2 separate regions of the Zea mays genome follow, and region 2 is linked to region 1. A link is a contact called in public Hi-C data. All regions are on one chromosome and are shown on one strand. Each heading gives the region's core, a stretch centred on a gene start, on an enhancer-like site or on the middle of the called end of the contact. The rest is flanking DNA. Distances are from core to core; before and after follow the strand shown. Region 1 has its middle 14 kb from the start of LOC100193762. Region 2 holds the start of LOC100282098.

Region 1 (4,845 bases), core at 969-3,468:
TTTGAGGCATTGTTGGAGATGCTCTTTGTGTAACACAATATCACACGATTAAATCATTAATCTAAAACTATATTCCGCAGTTTGCTCTTAATTATTTTTACTGCAGAGAAGGCTCTTCCTTCTGATGCTCTAGAAACCGGTAGGCGGCAGTAATAAGTTCAACTCGATAAATTTGTAAACTAAAGGAAAAACCCATGTCCTTTTGGGTTTCGATCACTTTGCGGCTAAACTTTCATACCCATACAACAAGAAACGTAGGATGTTTTCTGACATGAAGATTAAAAGTTTTTAGTTGACTTCTTGTTACTTCACACTCACCATCCAAGAAATCATCATCACAAACTCTAGCAAGTCGAGCAAGCTTGTTTGCGCCAAATTTAGATAACATTATTTTTTTATTGAGACATGATAAGCAAAAACAACAGATCTCCGCTTGCTTTTACCAAACCGACAATTCGTCTTTACACAAATTTTAGCAACCGCAACATAGAAAATCTTAGTTCGATAATGATGAATGTTAGTAATAGTAAACTCTTCACGCCACGATATATCTCTGACCAGTGTTTCATCATATATATATCCAACACACTAGAATAGACTTGTCATTACAAAACTATTGCATCTCATCGAAGCAGTTAGACCTTAGGGCATGTACAGTGGTGTTTAATGTGGAGGCTCTTAAGGTGTTTAAGGGGGTTATTTGCAAAAAAAATCTTAGAGCCGTCTCTCCGTGAAGAGACGCCTCTGGCTCGTAAACCAAGTAGCAACAGACGCCTCACTTCCCACTGTACGAATTTGTCGTCTGTTCTATCGATCTGATGCTATACAAATACATTTAATTCTGTATTTATTAATAGACTACGTTTATAGACACTCCATTGTACAATAGAGTCTCTTAGTTGTCTCCTGTGCTTGGAGAACCGTTTTAGTGTCTCTCCACTGTACATGCCCTTATGTTAAGGTTCCTTCACCATTTATGTCAGGTTCGGTTGCATCCGGATCGAAGAGAATTGAGAGGTATTAATTCCTCTTCTATGCAATTTTGATTTTGACTAGTAGAGAATTTAATCCTCTTCGATATCCTAACTAAATAAGCCCTTGTAGGGATCACAACGCGTCACATTTTTTTAGGACATTCTACCATAAAAAGATATTGCATAAGTGTAATTATGTTCTTATTAATAAATTTTAAAGTTAAACATAATCTATAAAATGACTTAAGATTTATAACCCAAAATATAGGTGTTAAAAATATGTTGTGATAAATTTAACAATCCTTATTTAATATAAAAATATTGATTCTTACTAAATTTAGGGTAAACTAATTTTTTTAATAAACATAGTGAAACTCAAAGTGATTTATTTTTTGGGTAGCTAGTCTTGCCCGGTAACCGTATGACTAGAATTATACTACCTACGTTCACAAATATATGACACCGTTAATGTTTTTTCGAAAACTTTAACCACTCATCTTATTCAAAATATTTATTCAAAAAATTAAAATTTTAAGTCGAGTACAAACTATCTTAAGTGATAAAATAAATCAAAAAATAATAATTTATTATTATTTAAATAAGACGAATGATTAAATTTTTTTTAAAAAAAAATCAACGGGTGTAATATATTTATAAACGGAGTGAGTAATTACTATCGGTATAGCTGTATGCCCGTATAAGTTCACTCGGCAATGGGTCTGTTTGGTTCAGCCTTTTTTTGACCAGCTTTTCTGAAAATCTGGCTGTGGGAAGAATCTGAGTATCATTACGATTACATGTGAAGGAAGATAAAGTTGTTCATAGGGCTTAAGATTTAAAAAGTGACAGATTTCTACTATTACAACGACTCAACCGATTATGTGTTTATGTTGATTTCGGATGGTTTTTGCCCCCAACGAATTTTATAGAAGCTGACTGAAAAACTAAGCGTTTGACAGTCCGCAGCAGTTTTTGGTGGCCAGAAGCTGCCAGAAGACCAAACAAACAGGGCCAATGTGTGACAGCGAAAAGAGAATCGCGGCTTCCAACGCAAACAAAAAAGAGCGCAGGCAGTGGGGATAGCAAATTTCCTTTCTCTTTGTTTCTTTTGTCATCTGCCGTCTGTCAGTCTTTCACGCCTCCTGTTGCCTACCCTTTTCTTGTTTGTTTGCGAGAGAGCAGGCACGCTGGGAAAGCCAAAGAAAAGACCGTTGGAATTTTGGAGCGCTGCGGTGGCAGTGGCTGCCCATACCGACTGACTGACTCACTGACTGACTGACTGTAACGGGGCTGTATATCTACCCGGTACGCACTGCCATTATCATTCTCCATTTCCGTAAAACTACTATATTAAAAATAGACAAGATAATTTTATTCTCCTAACCGTTTTCTAATAGCCTTTTTTATTTTGTTTATAGTCACTAAAACTAGAGATGGCAATGGCCACTGATCAGCGATTCTCCGTGGACAATTCCTTCAGTAGGGCTATTTTGGAGCCACAAAAGCGAAAGATTCTGTCACTTAACTAATTTTACCCTCTCTAATGATCCGCGGAAGGGCAGATTAGGGATGACATCAGATAAGACATCAGCAATGGAAGCCTTCTTATTTCTGACGATGTTAAAAAGATTTGGACATTATTGCTCTTTATTTAAGGGAGTGGGTTAGCAATGGAACAGTGGATGTGAATCATGTGAGTTCCGAAGAACAGCTGGCTAACATCCGGACGAAACCATTGGGCCGGATTCGGTTTGCAGAGCTGAGGAGGCAGCTAGGCGTCATCAGGATTGATGATTGACAAGATTAAGGGGGTGCGTGAATGTTGAATAAAGCATCGTAGCGTCCATGTGAATCATGTCAAGTAGCGTGTCACCATGCATGTTAGGTGCATTAGTGTGCTAGTTATCTGTTCAGCATATTTTGTAATAGCGCGTAGATTCAGGGGTGTGCAGAAGATTGCACCTTGCGCACGCCGTGACCGCGTCAATAGGGCCTCATCCCCGTTGTGGGCTTGCAGTCTTGCACGCAGTGCATGTCGCACGAGTAGCGGTAAAAGCTCACATCGTGCAGCTGCAAGACATGGCGGGGGAATCGGATCGGATCTCAGGCCAGAAATGCATATGAAAAGGTTGCGCGTATTACCTCCTCTCCGTGGTGATCGCGCTCCAGCGTTCCTGCGCCACCTCGCACCACCAGTCTATCGCATCGCCGGCCGTCGCGTTCTTGCGCCAACAGGGACTTCCCAGACCCAGTGGTCCGCCACGCCACGCGGATATCAACAGGGACTTCCCAGACCCAGTGGTCACCGTCATGGAGAGGCGCCGCCGCCGGAGGCTAGCTCAACGACACGCTCTACGCCCTCCGCAGCGTCGTCCCAAACATCACGTACGACGGTCACCAAGCCATCACAGCCATACAGTACAGCGAGCTGGATCGCTCGATCGTTTCGCCTGTTCATGCAAGCTAGCTTCTCTGTGGCGGAACTGAATGAATGAGCTGCAGATGGACAAGGCGTCCATCAACAAGGACGGGACGCCATCGAGTACGTCCTACACCTGCAGCAAGCTGGAGCGGCAGCTGCTGGCCGAGAGGTAGCCCTCCTCGACGCTTGTATGTGCTTACTGTTGGATTTATGGTCCATTAGAGAAATTCAATTAAATCCTAGAAAATCTCAATGTCCATGAGGATGGTGGAACCAATAGTAAGTACCACATTGCTTGTTTAAGTGGAGCGGGAATAATTTATATATGTGGAGGCTTTCCTCTTACTCCAAATCATGGTTGAGAAAAGAGATGACGGAGTACCACACATGTGGGGTACAATTTCTTTTTCCTTTTTTTATTTTATTTTTTGTTGCTTGGTTGTATCCGTTCACAACTAGATCGTGACATGAGTCCTTATCGTGTCATGAATAGATTGTGACGCGAGTCCCTATCGGTTCGTGAGATGTGGAGGTGATTCTATACATTGCGCTTAACAACCGCCACCAAAGATATCCCCATACACGAGTTGGGTTTTGCCTCAGCTTACTGATCGCGCAACCGCTGTAGTCTTGACCCAAGCGTCGACATGCATCTACAATCTAGACATCAGGTCTACAGAACCCATCACCTTTGAGATCCTGCACCGAGAGAGGGTAAATAAGGTTTTTGGGAACTTTACACGACCGATCTCTTTCTTCTCAACGACTAATAGTGGCGGAGCTAGCCAACTATGGAAACCTAGGCACCTCCTCCGCACCACAGATGGCGCCTGCCTCCCCCTCTTCTTCCTTCCTCCATCCCCTCGCGTGCCACTTCCTCCCCTCAGCCTCGCCACTCGAACACGATCGTAGTTCCTCTCCTCATCGAACGAAGAAAATAGCACAGGAGGAGCGCAACCATGTGAGTGTTGCGGCATATGGAGAAGAGCACGAGCACCATGTTGAGCTTAAGAGTCTTCGTGGCACCCTTGGCAGTGGGAACATATCTAGTGCACATAGAACATTGGTGCACATGGTGAACATATTAAATCATCACCACTCATTTTAGATCTAACGTCTCTAGTTGTTTGGTCTATTTTACTAAGGACACCCTTCAACGTGGTGGTGTGTAGTGGTGGGAGGTGTTATTTATAAATTGAATAATCAACTAGAGACGTTAGATCTAAAATGAGTAGTGATGATTTAATATGTGCACCAGATATGTCTTGGCAGTGGGCCTCATCACCTGGAACGTCGTCGTGAGCCAGTACTGGATGACCTTCCACACGAACAGCGTTGCCATGGCCGCGAACCGTAGCACCAACACCCTGGTGCGACTCCAGTTCTCCTTTGCTGTCAAGCGCACCCATGCCACCGCCTTCCGCACGACCCAGCTCCGAGGATGATCGC
Region 2 (4,845 bases), core at 1,197-3,696, 110 kb after region 1:
CTTGTCGGTGTGTCGCGCGTCCGAGACGGCATGGACGAAGGCCAGGAGGTCGTCCGGCTCGAGCGTGCGCGCGATGGGAATGGAGAGATCCGCGTGCGTGACACGGCAGGGGAAGGGAGAGATCCTGCTGGACGGTAGTGGGATCAGCGTCGCGGGGGCGGCTCATATGGGGCGGGGGCGCGACGATGCCGACGAGAATGGCGGTGGGGTTGCGGACGCGGACGGGTCACGAGGGAGTCGCGGACGGAGGCGGAGTAGCCGTGGTGGACGACCTCGTTACGTCCTTATAGAGTAGTAGTAGATAACTTTTCAACATACTAGCCATCGAACTCGTCAATCCATCCACCTCCCAAAATTGGCTCTCTATCTAGCCAAATTTGGTGGCCACTTCGGCTAGCAAAACCAACTTATTTGGTAGATAATTTGTTTGAGTGATATACTACATATAAAGTTTAATCTTTAAGTAAATTGAAATAGAGAGTTAAAAATAGAGAGACCTTTGTAGATGCTCAACGTTCTTAAAACATTTAAACATACCTTTGTTTAAAAAAACTTGATTTTTCTTCCATAAACCATGTCTGCGAACCCTTAAACACGCTCTCGCGTGGCGCACCCTCGAGGCCTCGACCCTACCTATAGATGTCCAAACGGACCGGGCTCGCCGGGCGGTCCGAAACCCGGCACGAACCCGACACGACACATAGTGAACCGGGCCCGCGCCGGCTCGACCCGGTCACCGGGCCATGCCTGGGTCGAAGGCGTGGCATGGCGGGCTAGGCTCGACACGCCCCGATTTAATTTTTTTTATATTTTTTCATATAAATACATATATTATACTTGAATATCTATACTATACTTAAAGCACCAGTTTCAACGGTCGTCGTGCGTCATTTTTTTTTACAAATAACCCCTCACAGCTATTTCAAATTAATCTGATGCACGTCTATAGATGCCAAACGACGCCCGACACGGGCTAGATGCACGCGGGCCACAACTATGTCACAGACACGTCATGTCGGCCTGCTAACTGTGTCGGACCAGCCCGTTAGCCCGTCGATCCATTTAATTAAATCAGCGTAACGACGCCCGACACAGGCTAGATGCACGCGGGTCACAACTATGGCACATGCACGTCATGCCGGCCTGCTAACTATGTCGGGCCAGCCCATTAGCCCGTCGACCCATTTAATTAAATCAGCGTAAAATGTTAAAAAAATGGTCAGGAGGTGAGATTCGAACCCATACCCTGATGGAAGAAGGGTGGGAGACACTAAGTGAAACTGTCTAACCAGTAGAACATCACGTTAACATGTTTTTAATATTGAATATAAATTGTATATAGATATATATGTTTTTTTTTGTAAAATGAAAAAATAATCGTGTCGGGCCGGGCCAGCACTACGGGCCGAGGCTACAGCCCAAGCACGACACGACGTTCTTTGCTCTTGCAAGCATTATGTCGTTTCTGAGACCATATTGGAGCAATGGACTACATGGTGTTTGAGGTTGCTGAATTGGATGGAGCAGCAATGATTTGTCACACTAACAGCAAAATAAAAGGTTATTTGTTGGTTTTAAACGTTAGTAATTGCTACGAAGTAGCATAATTTATATGGAGCGCATCCAGTTTTTATTGATGCCTGACTTTAGCAATCACTCCATATTTTGATCTATCTTTTTTATAAGTTTGACTTCATGGAACTTATTTTAGAAACTTGATCTCACAAACTTTCTTTTATTTGGTCTTTGTATGATAAAATTATGTTATTTTATAATCTATGTTCATTCAGTCAATCGTTGTGAACTCTCTTCTAACTTCATTGGTCGTGTTGTACCAAGACATATTTGCATGTAGTAAACAATAACATCAGTTAGCCAAATCAAAAAATATATTATACAGATAGCGGAGACAATCAATAAAAAATCTTGAATATTTTTGATATATAGTTTACGTGGGTATTGTTGTAAGCCGTCGCAACGCACGGGCAACTGACTAGTAGAGTATAAAACACAAGAAACACATGTTTTTGTTGGTTATGTGTGTGTAAATAAATGTTTAGAGCTAATAAATATGATTTAAATCCTAAAATGCATATTTTTAGGATATTTTTATCATTTAAACATAATATATTGTTATAGGCCCGTCGGGCCGTGGGCTGGCCCGGCACGATTATTAATCTAGTGGGCTGAGCTTGGACCTCACTTGAGGCCCGTGGGCCTGCACGGCATGGCCCGCTAGCTAATTCGGGCCGGGTTGGCACGGTCCTAACCGTGCCGAGCCTAGCCGTGCTCGGGCCGGATTGACACGGCCCGCCTGTTTGGACACATGTAATCCTACCCGCTCCGCGCTGGCGCACGTGAGCGGCATGCCGTCTCAGATCGGGATCGGCAACACCCACTCCGTCACTCCCCTACAAAGATGTTTTCTCAGTCAAGTCGCCTCCCCCTACTGTAGGCCGCTGCTGCTCCTCTCCTCCCATCTCACCACACACCGCAGCCCCAGCAAGATCGCGCGGAGGCCATGGCGAAGCCCAAGCCTTCCTCCGCCGGCGCCAAGCCGACCGCGGCTGCGCCACCGGTTACAGTGCACTCGGCGCTGGTCACCTACACCTCCATGCTCGCGCTCCTCTCCCTCTGCCCGCCCTTCGTCATCCTCCTGTGAGTGCCCCCCCCCCCCCCCTGCTCCTTTCAAATTTGCAATCGCAGAAACGTTCCTGAACCGCCGCTCGGATCGACCACGAGTCTCGTCTCGGCGCCCCCTAACAATTTCTCTGGAGGGTGAGGACAAATTCGGCTGTTTCGTTGTGTTGATTTTCTCGGCGCCGTGCAGGTGGTACACGATGGTGCACGCGGACGGATCGGTGGTGCGGACTTACGAGCACCTCAGGGATCACGGCGTGCTCGAGGGGCTCAAGGCCATCTGGCCCATGCCCACCCTCGTCGCGTGGAAGATCATCTTCGGCTTCGGGCTCTTCGAGGCCGTCCTACAGCTGCTGCTCCCTGGGAAGCGCTTCGAAGGGCCCATCTCGCCTGCCGGGAACGTGCCGGTCTACAAGGTCTGTGCTGTCACTCCTGGTGTCCGACTCGTGTGAACTTCGTCCCTCCTCTGAGATCGTACTGTTCAATATTGTCCGATTCGTGTCTGTTGTACCTTATATTCGTGCTTTGGTATCTTAATTACTACTAAATACAACAACATTATGTGACTATTGCCTGATTACCTGCTGTGCTGGACTGCTGGTGCACTAGCATGTTTAACTTTTATTGTTGTTCATTGTTATGCTCAATGTATATTTTGTGGTTCATTGGATTTACTGTTCAAAGAAGGCCATGTGTTTAGCACTACTAGCTTTTGCCTTATAGCCTACATTTTATTTAAATATTCCTCTCTTCTTTGTTGTCAGGCAAATGGCTTACAAGCATATGCAGTGACCTTGATAACTTACCTTGGTTTGTGGTGGTAAGGCTATCCTTTTTCATTAGTCAGCCTGCTGTTCGTGTAATTTTAGCTTGGTTCCATTTCTCTTCCCTTTCAAGAGATGTTGAAGGGCATGCATGAAATGAATAAATGTTGGCATTCTATGATTTACCTGCCATCAGCACTCTGTCACACATCTTGGCTATTCATCAATCTTGTAAATAGAGCAAAATAAGGTTCTGGGACCTTTGATCTTCTGGTCATCAAACTGATAATCCTTGTATGTGTGCTTTTAGTTTTTCTATCTTTTTTATAGTCTCAGTTCCTCTTGCATTTCTATGTATCCTTTTGTTATTATAAGCATAGGAACTAATCTAGTTTACTTTATCCCTCCAATTTCTTTTCCAAATTGGTGTGTTGACCCTCCTAAATTGTGTCTGCCGATGTGTCATTTGTTCACAATTAAACCGGCTAACATGAAGAAAGTTCTGTGTCAGGTTCGGTATATTTAACCCTGCAATAGTGTATGATCACTTGGGGGAGATATACTCTGCTCTTGTTTTTGGAAGCTTTGTGTTCTGTATTTTTCTCTACATAAAGGTGAGCTTTGTTAAAAAACAGCTTTGCTTCCCTGAATCATTAGGTACTAGATGTTTCATCTCATTAACATTTTCTTTTCCTTTCTAGGGCCATGTATTTCCATCTTCATCTGACTCTGGATCCTCTGGGAATGTGATAATTGACTTCTACTGGGTAAGCGTTGATAAGTATACACTATATCTGACATTGATAACAAAGTATCTTTGGTGGTCCATGCTTATACAACAACAAAGCCTTTTAGACTCAGGCAAGTTGGGTAGGCTAGAGTTGAAACCTAACAGAAGCCACATACCAAGGTCCAGGCTTGTGGACAGCTATTTTCCATACGCTCCTATTCAAGGCTAAATCTTTGAGTATATTCCATCCTAAGTCTCTGTTTACTACCTCTTCCCATGTATGACACTCAATTTTCCAGGGTATGGAGCTGTACCCTCGGATTGGCAAGTACTTTGATATCAAAGTATTCACCAACTGTCGTTTCGGTATGATGTCCTGGGCTGTTCTTGCCGTAACCTATTGCATAAAGCAGGTCAGAATATTGTAATATCTTCTCTTATGTTAGTTTCACTATTTTTTGTGTTGTTACTCATTGATGTGATGGTGCCGCGGTGGTGTATTACCATGCCAATTTAAAGATGGAAAGTCCATCATATGAGGCAGTTATCCTCTGGACTTACAGTTGTTCCTTGGACACTTTCTGTGCAGTATGAAATGAATGGCAGAGTTGCTGATTCTATGCTTGTGAATACTGCACTTATGTTGATCTATATCACTAAGTTCTTTTGGTGGGAATCTGGATATTGGTGTACTATGGACATTGCTCATGA

What was found. Hi-C and Micro-C count contacts between places; a contact is called where the count stands out from the background.
Region 2: a Hi-C map of ear shows a contact between it and region 1, with 1.9 times the contacts expected there. The contact joins the promoter of LOC100282098 here to the enhancer-like site in region 1. A contact is called at or near these places in 6 of 25 Hi-C or Micro-C datasets (ear, endosperm, leaf and 1 more) and 1 of 3 datasets of contacts at active chromatin or transcription factors (leaf).

Annotation. Positions count from the first base shown.
Region 1 is chr5:162,527,448-162,532,292 of Zm-B73-REFERENCE-NAM-5.0, forward strand. No RefSeq gene overlaps it. Among protein-coding and RNA genes, the nearest start is that of LOC100193762, 14 kb to the left of the region's middle. Within about 2 kb of position 2,219, at least 16 of the 20 cell types and tissues checked have an H3K27ac peak or open chromatin away from gene starts, as enhancers often do. A contact at or near this core is called in ear, endosperm, leaf and 1 more, where this site is marked.
Region 2 is chr5:162,637,154-162,641,998 of Zm-B73-REFERENCE-NAM-5.0, forward strand. LOC100282098 reads left to right here and starts at 2,447. Exons shown (of 13, transcript NM_001155011.1): 1 at 2,447-2,658; 2 at 2,831-3,056; 3 at 3,405-3,460; 4 at 3,916-4,018; 5 at 4,106-4,171; 6 at 4,434-4,547; 7 at 4,724-4,845. The coding sequence starts at 2,522. It also overlaps the pseudogene LOC103628625.